Regions from separate parts of the Mus musculus genome. Here regions 1, 2, 3, 4 and 5 are each linked to region 6. A link is a contact called in public Hi-C, HiChIP or PLAC-seq, Micro-C and promoter capture Hi-C data. All regions are on one chromosome and are shown on one strand. Each heading gives the region's core, a stretch centred on a gene start, on an enhancer-like site or on the middle of the called end of the contact. The rest is flanking DNA. Distances are from core to core; before and after follow the strand shown. Region 1 holds the start of 1700095J07Rik (RIKEN cDNA 1700095J07 gene). Region 2 has its middle 24 kb from the start of Klf14. Region 3 overlaps Gm40359 (a long non-coding RNA gene). Region 4 has its middle 18 kb from the start of Gm40359. Region 5 holds the start of Klf14 (Kruppel-like factor 14). Region 6 holds the start of Cep41 (centrosomal protein 41).

Region 1 (2,980 bases), core at 447-2,946, 390 kb after region 6:
CTCCTGCCTTTTGGGCATAGGACTTTATAAATGCACTTAACAGTCAGATAGGTGTCTCGAAATTGAGACATCTTTTGGAATCTTGACGGCAGAGCTTTTCTGACTTTGGCCAGCATCGGAAACATCCGGGGTACTTGTTAAAGACAAGGCTATTTAGGCCTCACCCCAGACCTTCTGAATTCCCAGCAGCAGTTCCTGGACTCTGTGTGAGCTTAACAAGCTCCCCAGGTGATTCTGAGGTGTTGGGCCAAGCTTGAAAACCACTGTCTTAGCACAGGGGAGGGAGGTAATCAGGCAAAGGAGGCTGGGGGAGCCACTCTAGGAAAGCTGGTAGGGGCAATAACACCCTAGGGAGTCTGGTGCAGACAGTGAGAAAGACAAATCTTGTTTTGTTTTGTTTTCTTCCTTCAATGAAGTGATCAGATAAAGGTGGCTAGAAGTCTTTTCATACCCGTCTGCTGACAGATTTCTCCTAGGAGAAAGCAATGGATAGTCTTTTTTTCTCCCCAGAACATAGAGTGGAAGTTACCAGGGGCTGGTGGGATGGGGAGGAGGGGTTATTCTTTTAAGGGCACATGATTTCTGTCTGGATTGATGAAAAGGTTCAGGAAATGAGCACTAGTCATACTTGCACAATATTTAATGGTTTTTTGCTGTTGCATTGAATATTTAAATATGGTTAACATTGTATATTTTATATGTATGTTACAACTAAAAAAAAAAAAATAGCTGGCATTTTGAAGGGTAGAAAGATAGGAGCAAATGATCTTCAATTTAGCCCTCAGTACCTGACCTGACAAAGTCCAAGTGTGTGTCATAGAGAAAAGACAATAGATAAAGCTTTTGAGGATACTTGGCACTATTCTGCCTCTTTTACCTTGTTGCTCCTTAGGTTTACAGTACTTTTGAGCCCTGTAGAGCAGTATATCTCAGACTTCACTGTTCAGGGAACTGTCTGAGAACTTAGTTCAACTGCATATGTTAATTGAGTAGGCCTAAGGCCCTTCTAGAGGCATTCCTTCCTAGTTCTCAAATGATGCTGACACTCTGGTCCATTCTGGGAGAGCTGTGTAAATTTCATCTTCATCTACACTGTATCCTCAGAGTCATGAACTGATATAGGAGTTCAGAGGGCAGAACTGTGTCTTTGTTCTGCATTATAACTTATTTAGGGTGCTTCTATCAGTCACCTTTGTGATTTTAAAAAGGACCTCAACTTACCTCAAATTCTGTAGAATGAGGATGTTAGTATCAAATTATTTCTGTTCTTTGCTGCTTCTACTGCAGTTCCGGAGTTGTTGACCTTGTTTGCATAGAGGGTAAATGAACCCTGTTTGCAAGCTCTGGGGAAGCCTTACTGTAGTCTAAATCCCTGCAAACCAATTCCCTCTGAAGAGGGAGCAGAGTGGAGAGAACATGCTGGTGTGGGAATTTCCAGATTTGGACGCCAGTCTGAGTAATTGCCACTTTGGCCTCCTCCATATCCAAACAGCCTTTGCAGCACTGTTGAGAGGGTGGTACATAAAGTATGAATGTAATCATACTGCCATTATTTACTACCGTCGTTTATGTTGATGGTAACGACACTGGCAGTTGATCGATGAAGTGTGTGAGGAGGTTGGGGGAGGGGGCGGAGGGAATGCACGATGGCAGGAGAAAGAGGAACTACATCTCCCAGAACTCCCCTGACAAGCTTACACCGCGACGACGATGCTCCTCCCCTCCCACCGGCGCCCCGCCCCTCAGATGACGTCACAGAGGTGACATCACGGCGCCTAGAGCGAGGCTAGGGTAGAGAGGCCGACCGAGCTGGAGTCGTCGGCTTGTGGAGGAAGCAGCTGGGAGCTGGCGAGAGCGTGAGCGAGCGGGCGGGCAGGCGAACGAGCTAGCGCAGGCGGGAGGGAGCGGCGCACGGCGCGGAGCAGCGGCAGCCCGGGCCGCGGCGGAGCCTCAGTCGGAGGGCAGCCCGAGCGGGCGCCTCGGTCCCCGCCCCCACTCGGCGGGGCAGTGCCCGGTGTTCCCCCGTGCGGGGGGCGGCGGCTGAGCGGACCCCACGGGACCGCGCGGGTGTTGCCACCTCGGCCGAGGAGCCGGCGAGGCCGCGGGGCCCTGCGAGCTGGGCCCGGAGCCCGTGACAGACGGGCCAAGGAGGGGAGAGAGGCGGCGGCGGCGCAGGCGACGGGGAGGCAGCGGCAGCGGCGACACCATGTCATCCCCCAGTCCCGGCAAGAGGCGGATGGACACGGACGTAGTCAAGCTGTATCCTTCATGGAGGGGAATTCGGACTGCGTGTGGGGCGGGTGGGGGTGCCCACTCGAGGGCTCCGGGGCACTCCAGGCCACTGGCCGCGCCTCCCCTCCCTCCCCCAGTGCCTACGGCGGCCCCTTGGCACCTCCCCGGAGCCGAGGGCTTTTTCAGTCCCCCTTTATCTGCAGCCCCCCGAGATGTGCGTTGTTCTTCGCCTTCCTTGCACTCCCCCCCCACCCCCAGCCCCTGACTTTCCCTCTACGACGTTTGGATTCCTAAGACGGCCCTTTCTTAGGGGTGTGTGTGGGGGTATAACTAGACGCCTCCTTCGTCACCGGGAGCTCATCTTCAGGGTCTTTGCTTCCTGTTTGCTAGCTTTGGGTTTATGGGTTCATTATAGAAATTCCTGAGAGGGAAGCCTTTCTCTCTCTCTCTCTTTCTCTCTCTCTCGGGTGTCCCTGTTCCTTCCAGTCACAGTGCTGCTTAAACTGGGGTAACTCAAGCAACCTTCTTTATCCCTAATTCCTTTCTATATTAGGAAGAGAGTAGCCTGCCCAGGGCCCCCTCTTGTAATAAAGAGCTCCGTGTGTTTTAAATCAGACACTCCTGTTAAGCCTTCTGGTCTGGAGAACCTTCCTGTTTTTCTTTCTACTCACAAAGCCTATCCCACTCATAGTGCATGCAGTGAGGACCCCCAGGCCCTCTTAGCAGGCAGGCCACCCTCCATATTGTG
Region 2 (3,035 bases), core at 160-2,659, 290 kb before region 6:
GACCATAGTCTTAAAAGAAGACTCAATTTACTGTTACAATGATATAAACTTTCTCCCAAAGAAATCTCTTTCTCACTAACTAAATACCAATTTTAACCATGAACTAATTGCTATTTTTAAAAGGTGTAATCATGTCATGTTCGTGTATTTAGTAACAGGAAACATCTCAAAAATCTATTGAGTGATTTAATGAAATTATGAAGCATAAGCAACATTTTGTTAAAAGTTAAATTATGCACATCCAATTGATTGTCTCTGGGTGATGGAACTGGGGAATAATTTTTAAAACCTCAATTGTATTTCCTAAAATTTCCTACAATAAACATGTAATTATATTAAATAGAAGAAAAGCCAATCAACATTTTTCTTTTTAAAAAACCGACATATTCTTTTGCCACATGTCTCCAGATCTGGCTAGAATTCTCTTGTTCTCACTACTGTGACATTGCAGATAGAAGGCCCCGCAGATATTCATCGTTGTCTAGTCCAGCCATGTGAGCTCTTCATAAGAAGCTATCGGTTGTCAGGACATCCTTCATACAAAAACACTCATACACAGCCGGCGCTCAGGCTCAGAAAGATGGAGCCGAGACTGAGGAAAAGGCCAACCAATGACTGGCCCAACCTGAGCCCCATCCCACAGGAGAGAGCCAACCCCTGACACTATGAATGATACTCAGCTATGCTTGCAGTCAAGATCCTAGCATAACTGTCTCCTGAGAGGTTTCATCCAACAGTGAATGGAAACAGATGCAGAGACCCACAGCCAAACATCAGGCAAAGTTGGGGGAGTCTTGTAGAAGAGTTCAGGGAAGGACTGAGAGACCGGAGGGGTCAAGGATACCACAAGAAGACCTACAGGGTCAACTAACCTCACTCAGCCCGTGGGATCTCACAGGGACTGAACCACCAACCAAAGAGCATGCGGGGGCTGGAGCTAAGCCCCCTACACGTTTAAAGCAGATGCAGCTTGGTCTTCATGTGGGTCCCCTAAAAGTTCAGGGTGGGGGCTGGGAATCTCTGACTCTGTTGCTGCCATTGGATCACCTTCCCCTAGCTGGTCTGCCTTGCTGGACCTCAATGGGAGAAGGACTTGATGTCCCAGGGAGGGGTGGTACCTAAAGGGGGGGGTTCTCCTTCTCCTTAGAGAAGAGGGGAGGGTAGTGGGGTGAGGGGTGTGTGAGGGTGTGTCTGGGAGGAGAGAAGGGAGGGGAACTGCGATCGGGATGTAAAATAAATGAGTAAATTAATTAATGAAAAAAAAAAAGATTTCTTGACTAAACTGAGAAAGTAAAAAAAAAAAAAAAAAAAAAAAAAGTAACTCCTTCTTCTGCCACTAGAGAGCACCATTTTGCCACTAAGACAGCGCCAGGAGCTTGACGCAAAGGAAAAAAAAAAAAAAAAAGCTTTTTCTTTTTTCCGTTTTCAACAGAAAAAGCTTCCACAAAGATTATCAAGTCGTCTCGAAGGGGAAATGAATGTAAACCCTTCCCAACAATAAAATGTCGATTCCAAGATGAGATAGCTTCTCTTTATCTTAGCTCTGGACACTATGTACTTTGTACCTGTGACATCCTTTTCCGCCAGATCCTTAAAAAGCAGTTTTACAGAGTCTCAAATTAGATCCTGTGTTTTGCTACCGCACGAAAGCAACTCTGTGTCTAAAGCGCATTTCTCGTTCATTCACCAGTCAGCTTGAATCCCTAGAAGTGTAAAAACACTTGCTACGTTGAATTAAAAGGTTAAGGTTCCCTTTCAAATCATGTGCCTCTCCCAAGAAAATCCAACACGGCAGAGTTCCAGATTTACAAAACACAAAAAATGATGTGATGGTTATAAAAACCTTCTTGTGATTTTATTGATGGTTTCAACACGAGTCGCAATGGAATGTTCTTCTGATTCACTTAAAACATGGTCCCCTGTTTTAAGAGTTAAAACGGCAGCCTGTTTCACAGGGATGCATGCGATTTGAAGACTGATCAGCCCTTGCTGATGACAGGAGACAGACAGACAAGTCCACTCACAGGAGAAGCAATTGCTTTAGAAAAAGATGTAAGCGGAACTGTCTGATACCTAAAACAGGAGTCTCGTAGATGTGGCTCTGCTATTATAAAAGCTGGGACCCATGGAGTCTAGAAACAACCAGTAAGTCTCCATCACTAGCCTGCCCCACCCCAATAGCTACCAAGTCCAAATTCCCACTCCCCAACTTACTGATCTTTCTGACTTGATCAGTGCCCAACTCCTCCAGGCTTCCTGTTCCCTATCTGAAACAATGAGACTTCTTTTTTGTTTTGTTTTGTTTTTTTGTTTGTTTGTTTATTCGAGACAGGGTTTCTCTGTGTAGGTACTGGAACTCACTCTGTAGACCAGGCTGGCCTCGAACTCAGAAATCTGCCTGCCTCTGCCTCCCAGTGCTGAGATTAAAGGCTTGCGCCACCACTCCAGGCTACAATGAGACCTCTTGCATAGGAATCTGGAGAGGGTTAAAGAAGACCTGATACAAAGAACATTAAGTGAATGCTACATTGTAAACACTCAAAATAGTCACTGTTACTCAGAATCTTACTGCACAGATGACGTAGGAAATGCCTAAGACATCATGCTGGCAGCGGGTGAGCACTAGGTGTGGGCTGTTATTATCTTGTGAGAGAAAGGCACTGCATGCTCACGGAGTGTTTGATCCCCTTGAAAGATGTGTCATCCTCACGCAAATGTGACATGAGACATCCCACTCTTGGGAAATGTGCAGGTTCCTGGACTCTGATTCCAGCACCAGGCAAGGCTCCTTCTGCTAGTAACGCAGCATTTTACAGAAATACCTGCCAAGAGGAATATAAGGGGCAGCTGATTTGGGTATATAACCTGTAGTTTAGGACACAAAATAAGCTCACGTCTCCACTAATGTTCGATTTGGAGAAACCATCCTTGACCACATCCAGTTTCTTAGCCACAAACTGTGATTTTCAAGTGTGCTTTCCCTGTGCTTTTCTTCTCTGTCTCACCTTTATTAGCTATATTAGCTGGGATAAGGA
Region 3 (2,934 bases), core at 313-2,812, 320 kb before region 6:
TTTTGTGTCCAAGCCATAGTTCTAATTAGGGAGTTCTGCTCTAGCTAACCTTCTCATGAATAATGCAATACTCTAGTTCCTCCTTAAACCACAGCCCAATCTTCTTCCTAAACCATTGTAAATTCCTGTATATGGGAGTGACTTGGCTGTTAATCTAAGTGATTTTGTGTAGACTTTCTTCTATTAAGTAATGTAGTCTGCCATTCATAATTATAATAAGAATTCTAAACTTACTTTGCTAAGCTTGCCCTGAAATTTCTAACTCTATGTAGTAGATAGTAATGCCTGATTTCTTTAACTATCTCTCTTTCAATACTGGAGGCAATTCATCTGAATAGGCAACATTCTTACTGAATTCCAAGCTCAGGGTCGGCTCAAGGACTGCCTAGGACATTGGTGAAGGCCAGGAAGCAAAGTTCAATTTAGCTTAGGTATTTGACAAATCATTGCTTGGAGGCACCTATAATAAAACAATACTGAAAGAAAGCACACAGATCCATTCACTGACTAACACAAGGACATGTTTGGAGTATTCCTGCTACAGGATGCCAAGGCTCCAAGAGACTAAGTTTCCGTGAAACATTTTGCCATGGGACTGTGTCCAAGCTTTTGGGCCTGCCACTAAGTTTTTACTGGAGTGGGTGTGGCACCTCTGGAGTGCCAAGTTAACAGGTGTGAGTCACAGCACCTAGCAGGATGCTGGAGATCAAACCCAGGACTCCACACATGCTAGGCAACCACACTATCACTGAGCTACATGAACAGTGTCTCAACTTCTGGATATAGACCAATAGACCCCCAAAGTGCAGGGTCTATTGGTCTATATGCTGTGCTGTGCTGCAGTTGGCCCATGAGAGCCGCTCTGTATTTCTTTCCCCGCTTGGCCTTCAGTGACTGTGCACTGATAGATAGCTCGATAGAGGAGGGGAGTTTAGGACAATGAAACCAACAAAAGCTAAGAGCATCCTCTCCCATTCCTTCCTTTCTGAAGCAGAGGCCCACCAGCCTGTAGCTTCTCCCTTGGACCCGGCAGAGGTTATAATGGGGTGTTTTTGCTGTCTGCGTTTTGCTGGGGAATGGCTCCTGCCATATGAGTCCATGGATTTTAACTATTTCAGTGAACTCTGCTGGCTTTTCGAGATGGCAATTTTCCCCTTTTTTTTTTTTTTTTGTACATGCAGTTAAGAATTGTCCTAAGGGATGAGTCTCCACCGAGTCTTCAGTGGCACTCTGTGCTAGGCTCCTAGCCTGTCCATCTCAGGAAGTGGTACCCTCTTTGAGTCATTTTCTCTCACCATTATTGCTGCCAGTGTCCTACCCTCAGCCCAGCTAGTCTCAGTGGACTTTCTTCAGCCTCTCTATCCTTAAATGCCTCTTGGAACTAGACTTGGCCCCTCCCCCTGCTGCCTGAGAAGCTGACTTTCTAAATCAATTCTCTCTCTTTCTCTCTCTCTCTCTCTCTCTCTCTCTCTCTCTCTCTCTCTCTCTCTCAATTCAGAAGTCCCGTGAGCTGTGGCCACAGGCCAAGATCCCAAATTAACCTATGCCATCATTTCCCTCTTAGCACTTGAAACTGTAGCATGCTCTGGGCAGAATGCCAAGGCTTTCTATCCTAGGCCCTAACGGCCTTCATTACCTAAATAAAATGTTGCCTGAAATAGAAAAGTCAGATTTTTTTAACTCTTTATTGACTTTTACTTTATGTTACTAATTGCTATTGAGCATCCTGTGAGCTGTAGCGCACCTTGGTAAGGATGAAGCTTTCAGGAAACATTTTCAGGGTTAGCCTAAGAATTACAATGTCTTAGCAGACTCAAACACCAAGCAGTTTTGTAAACATTAACAGAAGAAAGCTCTTTATGCCAGCTTGACAATGGAAGTTCTGTGCAGCTGTGAATGCTTCAAAACTCTCTCTCTCTCTCTCTCTCTCTCTCTCTCTCTCTCTCTCTCTCTCTCCTATTTTTGTTGTGGTGGGTTTTGTTTTTGTTATTTAATCAAGCATAATATTTTTATTGATTATTTGGGAATTTCACACAATGCACCCTGATCGCCTGATCGTACCCCATTCACCTTCCTTTCTTCCCGGGTCCATACTCTCACCGCCCACCCCACCCCCCAAGAAACAGAAGAAAATAAAAAATATACCCCAGGTCCAGTTTGTGTTGCCCATATACTCAATGGAGCATGCTGAAATGCCCAGTGGCCAGCCACTTGAAGATAACTGAGTCCTTCCCCATCCCCACCCCACCAGAAGCCACCAACTGTGAAGTGCTACACTTTAGCTGCCTTAGCACAATTTTTAAGCACTCTCTTCAACGTTTTCCTGCCTGACTTTTTTCTTTTCTTTTTTTTCTGGGAGTAGGGGTGGGCTAGGGGTGGAGGTGGCGGGGGAGGGGGTGGGGAATGTTGTCACAGATGCCTTCTATGTCTCTCATTCTCAACTGTGAGTCTGCATTAGATCGACGATGCCACGACAAAAGAAGCTTCCTGGCCCAAAACAGCCAGCGGCAGCATGGATTGTGGACCTCAACATGACCCCAGGTGGCAGCATAGACCACAAACGCCAACAAGGCCCTCCCTCTGCGGGAGCATGGACCGCAGATACCAACTTGGCCTCTGGCCGCAGCCCTGACCACAAACACTCATGTGTTCTCTAGCAGTAGTATGGACCAAGGACATCAACATATCCCCAACCCCACCTTCCACCCCCACTGCAGCATGTAACATCCACGTGGCCTTTGGCAGCAACACAGACCCATGGGTATCAACATCCCGCAACAGCAACAGCAGCGGCACGAACCATGGACGTCTTTTCAGGTGGTCCAATCCAGGAAATGAACTGTTCTCCATCTTGGAAGCCCTGTCTCTGCTCAGAGCTGAGAGAGATCTGTAGCCTGGGCAGTGTGCTGGGGGCAGAGGCTGTGAGGGCTCCAG
Region 4 (3,090 bases), core at 267-2,766, 340 kb before region 6:
TCATGCTGTCTGGCCACAGCCAAATTAAATTAGAAGTCAATGGTAAGAGAAGTGGAGAAACCCCATACATTAGGAGAACTTGAATTATTAACTCATAGAGGAAACCAAGTAAAGGTGTATATTACAGAAACCCCCATTTGTGGAATTATATAACTCTAACTATAAAATTTAAAAATTAAGCCATGGAACCTGGCATGGTGGAGCATACCTTTATAATCCCAGCACTCGGGAGGCGGAGGCAGGTGGAGTTCTGAGTTTGAGGCCAGCTTGGTCTACAAAATGAGTTCCTGGACAGCCAGGGCTATACAGAGAAACCCTGTCTCAAAAAAAAAAAAAAAAAAAAAATTAAGCCATGGAAGACAGACTATAGATTGTGTAAAAATGTATGCTTGATAGATAGATAGATCTGAACTAATTAAAGATTTCAATCAGAACTGAATTTACAGAGTGTATGCAAATTAGTAAAAGATAATCCAAATTAAAATACTCAAGCTATTTGGGAAACACTTGATAACGAGGATGGGGCGGTCAGTAAATACCTGAGAAGGCACTCGGTCTCATTATTCATCAGGGAGTTATGAGAAAAAACCACAGACAGGATACCACTTCACACCCCTTCGGATGCTGTTAAAAATAAAATAACCAGTTCACTCATTAACCACTGAGTCAGGGTTGAAACTGAGACCACTTTGGAAAATGTTTCAATAATTACCTTCTATAGGATGGAGGAATTCCACAGCACATCCCCAAGAGAAATGGAAGTCCATCTTCCGAAAATTACTTAGGCACATATTTATATATATTTATTCATAATAAACAAAGTCTAGAAATAACGAAATGTTCATCAGGCAAATAAGGAAACAGTGATATACTACTCCCCAGGGAGGTGGACCGGATTGGAAAGTTAAAGCAGGTTCTTGTTGTGCACAGCACAAATTAGTTATATATGGGGACAGTAGTTAAGTTTTTGTTTTTTTTTCTTTTGGTTTTATTATTATTTTTTTTAATCTTCAGTAGTCTTTGATGCAGCTTATATGAAGATAATTGTTGTTCTGTTAACTGAATACCACTCTGTAATTGAAAAAAGAAAGGAAGGAAGGGGGAGAGAGAGAGAGAGAGAGAGAGAGAGAGAGAGAGAGAGAGAGAGAGAGACACGGATTGCTGGTGTATACCACAGCATAGATAAGTCTTCAAAGGACATATTAGTCAGTTATCCAGAAAGGTGGGAAGAGACGTTGTATACATACGAATAGTTATAGATAACAGATAGGTAACTGACAGGAGTTGGAGAAAAGATGGGTGGGTGAGTCGATGTGATGTAGCTGATGTGGGTACAGACATAAAGAGAAAGCCAGAATTGGCTCATATAATGGCGACCGAGATGATATGTTGCCATATCCTCTGGTGGCCACAAGATGGCGACGTAGAGCTGCTGGCTCTAACTCAGCCTGAATCCAAAGGCTTGGAAAGCTGGGTGGGGGTGGGTAGCGTTGGCGCTGTAAGCCCTGGAGATGGCAGACCCAGGGAAAGGAAGCAGAGGCTGGCCTAGCTGAGAAAAAGAGGCAGCCTACCTCTGCACTTTTGTCCTATGTAAGCCTCAGGCCTGGATGACATCCACTACAACGGTGAGGACAGATCCCACCTACAGATCAAACTCAGTCGACCAATTTGATACTAATCTCTTGTAGGAATATCCTCATAGGCCCAGAGATCTTGTTTATGCTTTGGCCTGCCTTAACATAGTCAACCTGGCCTGTGAAATTACTGCCGTGTACAAGATAAATCAAGAAATCGGTCACAAACAGGGCTCACCCTGTGTAAGTCCTTTCCTACGAAGTTCACATGTAGGTAAGCTAATCTCTGGTGATGAAAATCAGAACAACTTCCGTGTGTGGGGAGAATTTACTAGAAAGTAGCACAAAGAAATTTTGGAAGATGATGAAAATATGTTCTATGTTGATTTGAGAGCTGTTTCATAGGTTGACACATTTGTCAAAAGTTATCAGTGTGTGTGTATATATATATATATATATATATATATACATGTCTGCATACTTCTTTGCATAAGCTCATTAAATCGGAATTTTAGGGCAGAGCAGATGGCTCTGTGTGTGAAAAGGACTTTGGTGCACAAATGTGAGGACCCGAGCTTAGATTGAGAAAGTCCATGAAACACTGGTACCATAGCACATCTACCGCAGGTGTGCCTCCTTTAAGATGGGAAGTGGAGACAGGAGAATCCTGGGATGCTCCAGCCAGCTAGCCTGGTGGATGAAAGCTGAGAACAGCTGATACTGTCCTGACCTCTACCCGCCCAGTGTGACACAGACATCTCTCTCTCTCTCTCTCTCTTTCTCTCTCTCTTTCTCTCTCTCTCTGCCTGCCTGTCTGTCTCCCCCACCCCCACCCCACACACACATTTAGAAAAAGTGTTTTTAAAGTAATTTTTGGAATTGAATCTTAAATTCGATCACAAATATTATTACATTAATTCTTATTTCTATAATTCTTCTGCATGGTTATCAGTGAAGCCACATGTAACCAGGGGTATATGTACCCAGGTCTTCTAAAGCTTGAGTGTAATTTTAAAGGCTTATTGTGATCAATAGGACCTAATTCACAAATGTAAATTAGGTGAGAATATGATTTAAAATTATAAACATTATCATAATATTTTTGAAGAAGCTGACAAATATCACCAGCATTGCCCTTAAAAAAATTCTGGCTTAAGCCCTGTTTTTCCTGTGTTTTGGCCACATGACATTTGATCACTGGTTCATATAACAGCAACTTTATAGTGTTTTCTCCAGAAAGATAACTCACTCTTCTGGTATAGCTAGTACAATTTTCGTTGTTTTTGAGCCAAGAGTCTCACTGTGTGTAGCCCTGGCTGGCCTGGAACTCACTACAAAGACTAAGCTCGTGATTCCCCTGCCTCCGACTTCTGGATGCTCAGATCATAGGTGCACACCACCTCACCCAGCTGGAAAAAACTGTTTTATGATTCCTTGTTGGACTGCATAAGAGGAACAACTTTGCCCACAGGAACCGTTGTGAGCGTGCTATGGGCCCTGTAGAAATTCTTTCATG
Region 5 (3,261 bases), core at 453-2,952, 270 kb before region 6:
ATTTCATCAGAAATGATGACTAGTTAAAGTTTAAAAAGAAGATCTAAAACAGATATGACAAAATAGTAACATTTATGAATTATACCAGACAGGTACACTTGTATTATATTCTCTCATCATTTTAAAATATCTCCACACGTTTTTCTAAAGCATAAATTTAAAAGAAAAATCAGGTACTAAATCATTCTCAGAGAATGTTCATGTATGGATTGCTGCAGCATCTGAAAATTTGAGGCAGTATCTTTAACAAAAATGAATCCGTTTTAGAATTGGGTCTCTTTAAAAATAATACAACTGCCAATACTATTTTAAAACTGCTGAAATGGACAGTCAGTTCTACAGGTATCAACCCACAAATCATGCTGGGAGAAGCAAGCTGCAAAGAGACATGTGCAGCACAGTAACACTTGCCCACATTTAAAATACACTAACAAAGATACATGGGTCTATTTACATACTTAGGTAGCTGTGTAATAAAGCACAGCAAATGTTAGAAGAATTTACCCTTTATGATACTGATTAGCGAGGGAGAAAACGAACAGTGCTAGAGAAACGAGGGAAATGACATTCTACCCTCTCTGGATGCTTAATATAAATTTAAAATTTGAAGCAAACACGACAAAAATATCATATTTGATTATTCTAATCATCAAGTATATGGACATATGTTATTCTTGAAGCATGTGTATCATTTTACTTTTCCAAAGAAAAAAATAGTGAAGCATTGCAAATAAAGTGCACATAACGTAATAGTACAAAAGTAAAGCCTATGTACATCCCAAACCGTGGTAGCACTACATTTAGAAATCATCCTGTTTATTTTCTGTGGGGTTTTTAATTTTTAAAAAATAAAAAGGGGGGCAAATAAAGCCGTGAAGGCATGTGAAAGAAATCATTCATATTTGATTATAAAAAAGAAAAAGCCCCCACAGTCATAAACCACTGGATGAGCATTCTATACTATTTTGCTGCATATTCTTAATTTTAATTTTTTTGTCAAAAGAGAACTAGAAGAGGTTGCCTAATTGGAAACGTGACTTTCTATTATTAAAATTGTGGGAGTCCATTTTAATGTGTTTATCTCGCTGCTAGTCTGTAATTTATATTTCAGCGTGGATATTTGTTTGTGTGCCTGTGACAGGTTAATGCAGTTTAAACGTGCGTTTTTTTCTTTCGTTGCTTGAATAGTTAAATCGTTACTTCAAGGATTTTAAGTTTCTATTTCAAGCGGGGATGATTCTTTGCTCTCGCCAGGGTTAAAACCGTTTCTGATTCAAAACGCTATTAATTAATGGCTACGCGGTGATCTATTGGCGACAAGGCTGCCGATCCTGCATTAACAGCCGAACTGCTAAATGAGAAAACTTTGTTTCGCCCCCGTTTTCTTTTGGATGAAGACTTGGGGCTATTTTCCATTTGAGCTGTGAGCGGTGGACGCGAGTCAAACGCAATCGCAGCCCACTTCGCCAGCGATCGCGTTTGCGAAGCGAAAGACAAGTCAGGTATTAGCGCCGCTTTTTTTTCCCTCGCCGCTCCCTCCTCCCCCTTAGAGGATAAAAAAAAGTTTCTAGGACTCTGCCTGACACCCAGCTGGCCAGAGACCAGGGGCGAGGGGGGCGAGGCCGGCAGGCTGCCCAGAAGTTGCGATCCGGGACTTGCGCGCATTGAAATTACCTGGCTCGCCAGCAGCGGAGAGAAAGCGCAGACAAGATAATTTCCCAGGCTGCTGGGAATGCCATAGCCCGCGCGGCAGCGCGATCCAGGGGTGTCCTCGGGCCGGGGCGGGTCCCCGCCACCCCCGCAGGCTTCAGTGCGTCAGGGCGCGTCAGGCGGGGCGGGCTCGGCTCCGGCAGCAGCGGCTGCGGGCGGCGAGCGGCGCGCACCGGCTTCCAGCTCGTCTGGCTCCAAGCGGCGGGACGGACGCTCCCGGGGACTCTCCGGCCCGCGGCTGGCCGCGCTCGGACGGCGCTCGCCCGCAACCGGGCGCCGCCAGCATGTCGGCCGCCGTGGCTTGCCTGGACTACTTCGCTGCCGAGTGCCTGGTGTCTATGTCCACCCGCGCCGTGCTGCACCGGCGCGCAACGGACCCCGAAGGCGCGAGCGCAGCGGCTGTCTCCGAGGTGGGTGCAGTGTCTCGGGAGTCGGCGGGGAAGGGTACCGGGTCACGGGGGGTGCTGTGGATACCCCCAGTCCTCCAGGTCCCCACCCCGAGCCCCGGAGAAGGCGATGGCGCGCCCCACCTGCTGGCTGCGAGCGCTTTGGCTGATTTAAGCTGTGGTGCCCGGGAAGACTTCAGGGAAGACTCCGAAGAAGCTCCGTGTGCCTCAACTAGCTGCTTCGAGCCGACCTGGTGCTCCAGCCCTACTGGGGGCTCTGAGCCTACCCAGGCCTTCTTCGAGGATGAGCTCTCTGACGCCGAGAGCTCCTGCAGTGATTCTGCTATCCTGGATGCGCCTGAGGCCTCAGAGGAGCCGGATGACAGCGGAGAAGTGCCCGAGGGGCCCCCAGGGGCCCGCCCTGCGCCATCAACGGGCCCGACGTACCGAAGGAGGCAGATTACGCCCGCATCCAAGCGACATCAGTGCTCCTTCCATGGCTGCAACAAGGCCTACTACAAGTCGTCGCACCTCAAGTCACACCAGCGTACCCACACGGGGGAACGCCCCTTCTCCTGTGATTGGCTCGACTGCGACAAGAAGTTTACGCGTTCTGATGAGCTAGCCCGCCACTACAGGACGCACACCGGTGAAAAGCGCTTCTCCTGCCCGCTGTGTCCCAAGCAGTTCTCTCGGAGCGACCACCTGACCAAGCATGCTCGTCGCCATCCAACTTACCATCCCGACATGATCGAGTACCGAGGTCGTCGTCGCACTCCCCGCCCTGAGCCACCACCCCCAGCCATGGTGGAAAGCTCTGGTTCCGACTCCAGCTCCTCTTCTGGCCAGGAGACCAGCTTCACTGCTTGCCTGTAGGACTGTCTTGCTGTCTATCTTTCCCTCAAGCACAACCCCCACCCCCGCTGCCCCCCAGGCCGTTGTCCATGCCTTCTCTCTGTCCATTCCTATTTTCCAGGGTCATTAGACCGAGGTACAGACTGGTTGCTCCGCACTGGGGATGGGTTCAGACAAACTTGTCGGACTCTGGAGAGGGACTGGGAGCCAGAAGATAGCAGGAAGTCCTGCAACACAAACATCTTCTGAAATGAACGGTTTCTTCCAAACAGCCTGCAGGAACCTTTGAGAAGGGATGAACTCTCCAGCG
Region 6 (2,988 bases), core at 477-2,976:
TCATACAGTTAGCTGTGCAACACTGGTGGGTCTCGGTGGTCTTTGCTGGCCTTCACTTTCCTGAGAGAGGCACAACAGAGAACTTCTCCTTGGGTTCCCGATGGTCCCTCCTGCTGACTCAAGTTGAGGCTGGGGCCAGGCTGTCTCTGCTAGGTCTTGTCACCACTGTTGCTAAGCCAACTTTACCGAACTGGACCCCTGGTGTATCCGTGAGGTATTTGCAACTAGATCAAGCTGCCGCTGCCTGCTAACCTGTGAATTGAACTGCCGATTTCCAGACAACACTGAGTTGCTCCAAAGAACCTTTCTAAACAGGTCCATTTCCCACATATCCTTTCTTTTCTACTACCTCTGGTGGGGTGGTGGGCTACAAGGAAGGTTAAAGCATTTAAGAACCATCGTTAATAATAGGATTTGAAAAAAAAATTAAAGCTAGAGTTACTCCAACTCCAAGCTGCACAGGGGTTCGCTATGCAAAGATGTGATAAATACACCCTATCTACTCCCTTCTAACCTTTGCAGCCCCCAATCCTTCATTCTAATAGAATGATGAGTGGGAATTTTAGAAGGGTTAAAGACTAGACATGGTAAAGGGATTTAAGATAAACCTTGGTAGGTATTAAACACTAAACACAGTACAAGGGGCAGTTAGGACAATAGTCCAAGATCCTGGAGGTCCAGTCTGAATGACTTGATCCAAGATACGGCCCTAAGAGCAGGTTCCTGAAGTTGCTATGAGGCACGACAGGGTATGAGAGACCACGTTGTTGACTAGGTCATCTGCGTAGACCCTGCCATAGTTCACATGGATGTTGTTATTAACACAGAGCTAGCCAGTATGAACAAACCAATGGAACCTTTCTCTATTCCTGGAAAAAAAAACGACTTAGAGCACAGGACAAAGGGTTACTGTGCTGTTTCTTCCCTGTAAAATGAAATAGTAATTTTGATGGATTTGGTGGGACATTTAGGAGCCAAGTCAAACTGTGTGGGTAATTGTTTTGTAAAGGTGCTAGGACTTAATTTTCAGATCTGGAATGAGAACAGGTGGTGGTTGGTGGCAGGAGTTACAATGGTTTCCATGACAACGGGATCGGATTTTAGTCATCTTTCCCATCCTCCACAAAACATACTGCCGCTTTCTTCATAAGGTGCTTATTAAATACTTGTTAAATGAATGATGAACCACTGAACGGTGTGTGCTCTTTGCAATTAAGGTTGCTGTTCTTTCGCTAGACTAAAAGCTTTTAGAGCAACAATAATTACTGTGTTTACTTATGATATTTTGCATAATTTGCATAATAACTTAAGACCTGAACATAATAAACTATGCACTCTCGTTCCAGTTGAACATCCCTGGCCCAAATCATGTCCTTTGCCGTGGAAGAAGTAGCCCCGATGTTTGGTTAGAAAGACTTTACAAAGGGTTGGGGGGACCTGTGGTGAATTTGTGTTCTCTCTCCAGCCTGAGGCCAGACCCTCCCCCCCCCCCCCTTCTCAGGTCTGCGCAGGCGCCGGAGCCCCTCCCCCTTCCTTCCCGCGCTCAGGCAGGAGCTGGGCGCCAGGATCCAAGCTGCGCTAGCGGGCGTCCCGCGTTGCCCTTGGCAACCATTGAGCAGCTTTTTTTGCTCTCCCCGCCCGGGCCGAAGCAGTAAACGGAGCTTCTATTGGCTGGCCTGGGCAGCCGAGCCAATCGGAAGAGAGGTTACAGGGAGGCGGCTGAGTGGGGGCTGGAGGGGGGTAGGAAGCTAGATTAGTAGCCAGACGTGAGGCTAGAACCCCGAGCGTGGTCGGTTGGAGCAAATATGTCTGCCCGGAGGCACATTGGGAATCCTGAGGTGAGGGCCAGGTCCGGACCCGAGAGCCGGAGGGGGCGGGCGCACCGGAAAAGGCGCCACGTGGGCAGGGACGAACAGCCGGCCACTTCCGCCGCCCGGAAGGCGGGAAGTGGCCAGCGTGAGGAGGGGGCCGAGCGCAGGGCCTGGGGCGGGGCAGGCCGAGGCTCCACGTCAGTGGCACCCGCCGGTGCCGGGCGTGCTCGCCCCACAAAGACCCACCGGACACCGACGTTCGAGGCTTGGAGGAGCCAAGTACATAAAGACACAGCCCCTGCCCTCAAAGAGTTTACAGTCTAGGAGTGACACCTGCAAACAAAGTAAAAATCAAAGACCCCCAAAACATGGAAGGAGGTGAAGGGGCCCATCACTTCTGAGTTGGGGTACCCCAGGCCAAGCCGCCCTTGCAAAGGGAGCAAAATAGGGCCCTTTGTTCTCCTTTACCCTCAGTGCCCTTGTGCATTTGTAGCAGTTTAATGTCACCCAGTGTTATTTGACCCTTACCAAACAAGTAACCAGACCTACAAAGAGAACGACAGAGTCTCTACAGTAGAGTTCAGTCTAGTGATGGAAATTGGTGAGCTTCGGGAGAGAGATGGAGGAGGAAAGACAGCACTCAAGCTGAGAGAAGGAGGGGCGTTCTTGAGCTGAAAAGGCCCCAACCCATCAAGGCCACTCGTGAGTCAGGTGAAGAGCTTGCTAGAACAGCCTGTGTAAAGCCAAGGAGAGCTTCAACTCCGACCAAGTCCCAGTAGGAGTCTACAGAACAAAAGGCAATTTGAGAGGGGCCTTCTGCACCTTCATAGCAAACACCAGTTGTAGGTCTTGGATTTCTTGTTGAATGCCTGGTGTCGGAAACTGTGGCATGTGTATTGGAGTGCCATGATAGTAATGTCTGTTATTTTGGTGGGGTTTTTTGTTTGTTTGGTTGTTTTTTGTTGTTGTTGTTTGGTTGGTTGGTTGTCTCTGAGACAGTCTCACTATGTAGCTCCAGCTGTCCTGGAACTCACTATGTGGACTAGGCTGGCCTCAAACTTAAAGAGATCCACCTGCCTCTGCCTCATAGATACTGGAATTTAAAGGCATGTGCCGCCACTACTAAACCTTGATAGTGATGTGTAAATATTACACAGTGTCACTTACATTTGGAGTC

The links. Promoter capture Hi-C pulls out the DNA fragments that hold promoters and counts their contacts. Hi-C and Micro-C count contacts between places; a contact is called where the count stands out from the background. HiChIP or PLAC-seq counts read pairs in DNA pulled down with a chosen protein or histone mark.
Region 1: an HNF4G HiChIP or PLAC-seq map of pancreatic cancer cells shows a contact between it and region 6. The contact joins the promoter of 1700095J07Rik here to the promoter of Cep41 in region 6. A contact is called at or near these places in 2 of 39 promoter capture datasets (the C10 cell line and pre-B cells), 2 of 115 datasets of contacts at active chromatin or transcription factors (extraembryonic endoderm stem cells and pancreatic cancer cells) and 1 of 9 other capture datasets (macrophages).
Region 2: a contact with region 6 is called in a promoter capture Hi-C map of cranial neural crest. The contact joins the enhancer-like site here to the promoter of Cep41 in region 6. A contact is called at or near these places in 5 of 39 promoter capture datasets (the C10 cell line, cranial neural crest, frontonasal cranial neural crest and 2 more), 3 of 15 datasets of contacts at CTCF or cohesin (the NIH/3T3 cell line, large pre-B cells and pro-B cells), 3 of 484 Hi-C or Micro-C datasets (bone marrow-derived macrophages, cerebellar granule neurons and muscle stem cells), 8 of 115 datasets of contacts at active chromatin or transcription factors (the 230-238 cell line, craniofacial prominence, embryonic forebrain and 4 more) and 1 of 9 other capture datasets (embryonic stem cells).
Region 3: an H3K4me3 HiChIP or PLAC-seq map of stem cell-derived neural progenitor cells shows a contact between it and region 6, with 13 read pairs. The contact joins the enhancer-like site here to the promoter of Cep41 in region 6. A contact is called at or near these places in 1 of 39 promoter capture datasets (cranial neural crest), 1 of 15 datasets of contacts at CTCF or cohesin (the NIH/3T3 cell line), 7 of 115 datasets of contacts at active chromatin or transcription factors (the NIH/3T3 cell line, acute myeloid leukemia, astrocytes and 4 more) and 1 of 9 other capture datasets (embryonic stem cells).
Region 4: a contact with region 6 is called in a Hi-C map of pancreatic cancer cells, with 3 times the contacts expected there. The contact joins the enhancer-like site here to the promoter of Cep41 in region 6. A contact is called at or near these places in 4 of 39 promoter capture datasets (the 3T3-L1 cell line, cranial neural crest, frontonasal cranial neural crest and 1 more), 2 of 15 datasets of contacts at CTCF or cohesin (the NIH/3T3 cell line and embryonic stem cells), 1 of 484 Hi-C or Micro-C datasets (pancreatic cancer cells), 7 of 115 datasets of contacts at active chromatin or transcription factors (cardiomyocytes, embryonic stem cells, large pre-B cells and 2 more) and 1 of 9 other capture datasets (embryonic stem cells).
Region 5: a Micro-C map of embryonic stem cells shows a contact between it and region 6, with 4 times the contacts expected there. The contact joins the promoter of Klf14 here to the promoter of Cep41 in region 6. A contact is called at or near these places in 18 of 39 promoter capture datasets (the 3T3-L1 cell line, the C10 cell line, HPC-7-derived erythroid cells and 11 more), 1 of 15 datasets of contacts at CTCF or cohesin (the NIH/3T3 cell line), 4 of 484 Hi-C or Micro-C datasets (bone marrow-derived macrophages, embryonic stem cells and muscle stem cells), 14 of 115 datasets of contacts at active chromatin or transcription factors (the 230-238 cell line, the NIH/3T3 cell line, bone marrow-derived macrophages and 5 more) and 2 of 9 other capture datasets (adipose tissue and embryonic stem cells).

Annotation. Positions count from the first base shown.
Region 1 is chr6:30,303,331-30,306,310 of GRCm38.p6, reverse strand. 1700095J07Rik (RIKEN cDNA 1700095J07 gene) reads right to left here and starts at 1,696. Exons shown (of 2, transcript NR_166056.1): 1 at 1,222-1,696. It overlaps Ube2h (ubiquitin-conjugating enzyme E2H), which reads left to right and starts at 1,772. Exons shown (of 7, transcript NM_009459.3): 1 at 1,772-2,259. The coding sequence starts at 2,207.
Region 2 is chr6:30,981,170-30,984,204 of GRCm38.p6, reverse strand. No RefSeq gene overlaps it. Among named protein-coding and RNA genes, the nearest start is that of Klf14, 24 kb to the right of the region's middle. Within about 2 kb of position 1,409, at least 29 of the 459 cell types and tissues checked have an H3K27ac peak or open chromatin away from gene starts, as enhancers often do.
Region 3 is chr6:31,010,224-31,013,157 of GRCm38.p6, reverse strand. It overlaps Gm40359 (a long non-coding RNA gene), which reads left to right. Exons shown (of 2, transcript XR_868931.2): 2 at 2,459-2,934. Among named protein-coding and RNA genes, the nearest start is that of Gm40359, 3.3 kb to the left of the region's middle. Within about 2 kb of position 1,562, at least 36 of the 459 cell types and tissues checked have an H3K27ac peak or open chromatin away from gene starts, as enhancers often do. A contact at or near this core is called in bone marrow-derived macrophages and stem cell-derived neural progenitor cells, where this site is marked.
Region 4 is chr6:31,031,552-31,034,641 of GRCm38.p6, reverse strand. No RefSeq gene overlaps it. Among named protein-coding and RNA genes, the nearest start is that of Gm40359, 18 kb to the right of the region's middle. Within about 2 kb of position 1,516, at least 54 of the 459 cell types and tissues checked have an H3K27ac peak or open chromatin away from gene starts, as enhancers often do. A contact at or near this core is called in pancreatic cancer cells, where this site is marked.
Region 5 is chr6:30,957,431-30,960,691 of GRCm38.p6, reverse strand. Klf14 (Kruppel-like factor 14) reads left to right here and starts at 1,702. Exons shown (of 1, transcript NM_001135093.1): 1 at 1,702-3,261. The coding sequence starts at 1,995. The coding sequence ends at 2,972.
Region 6 is chr6:30,692,487-30,695,474 of GRCm38.p6, reverse strand. Cep41 (centrosomal protein 41) reads left to right here and starts at 1,726. Exons shown (of 11, transcript NM_031998.3): 1 at 1,726-1,838. The coding sequence starts at 1,806.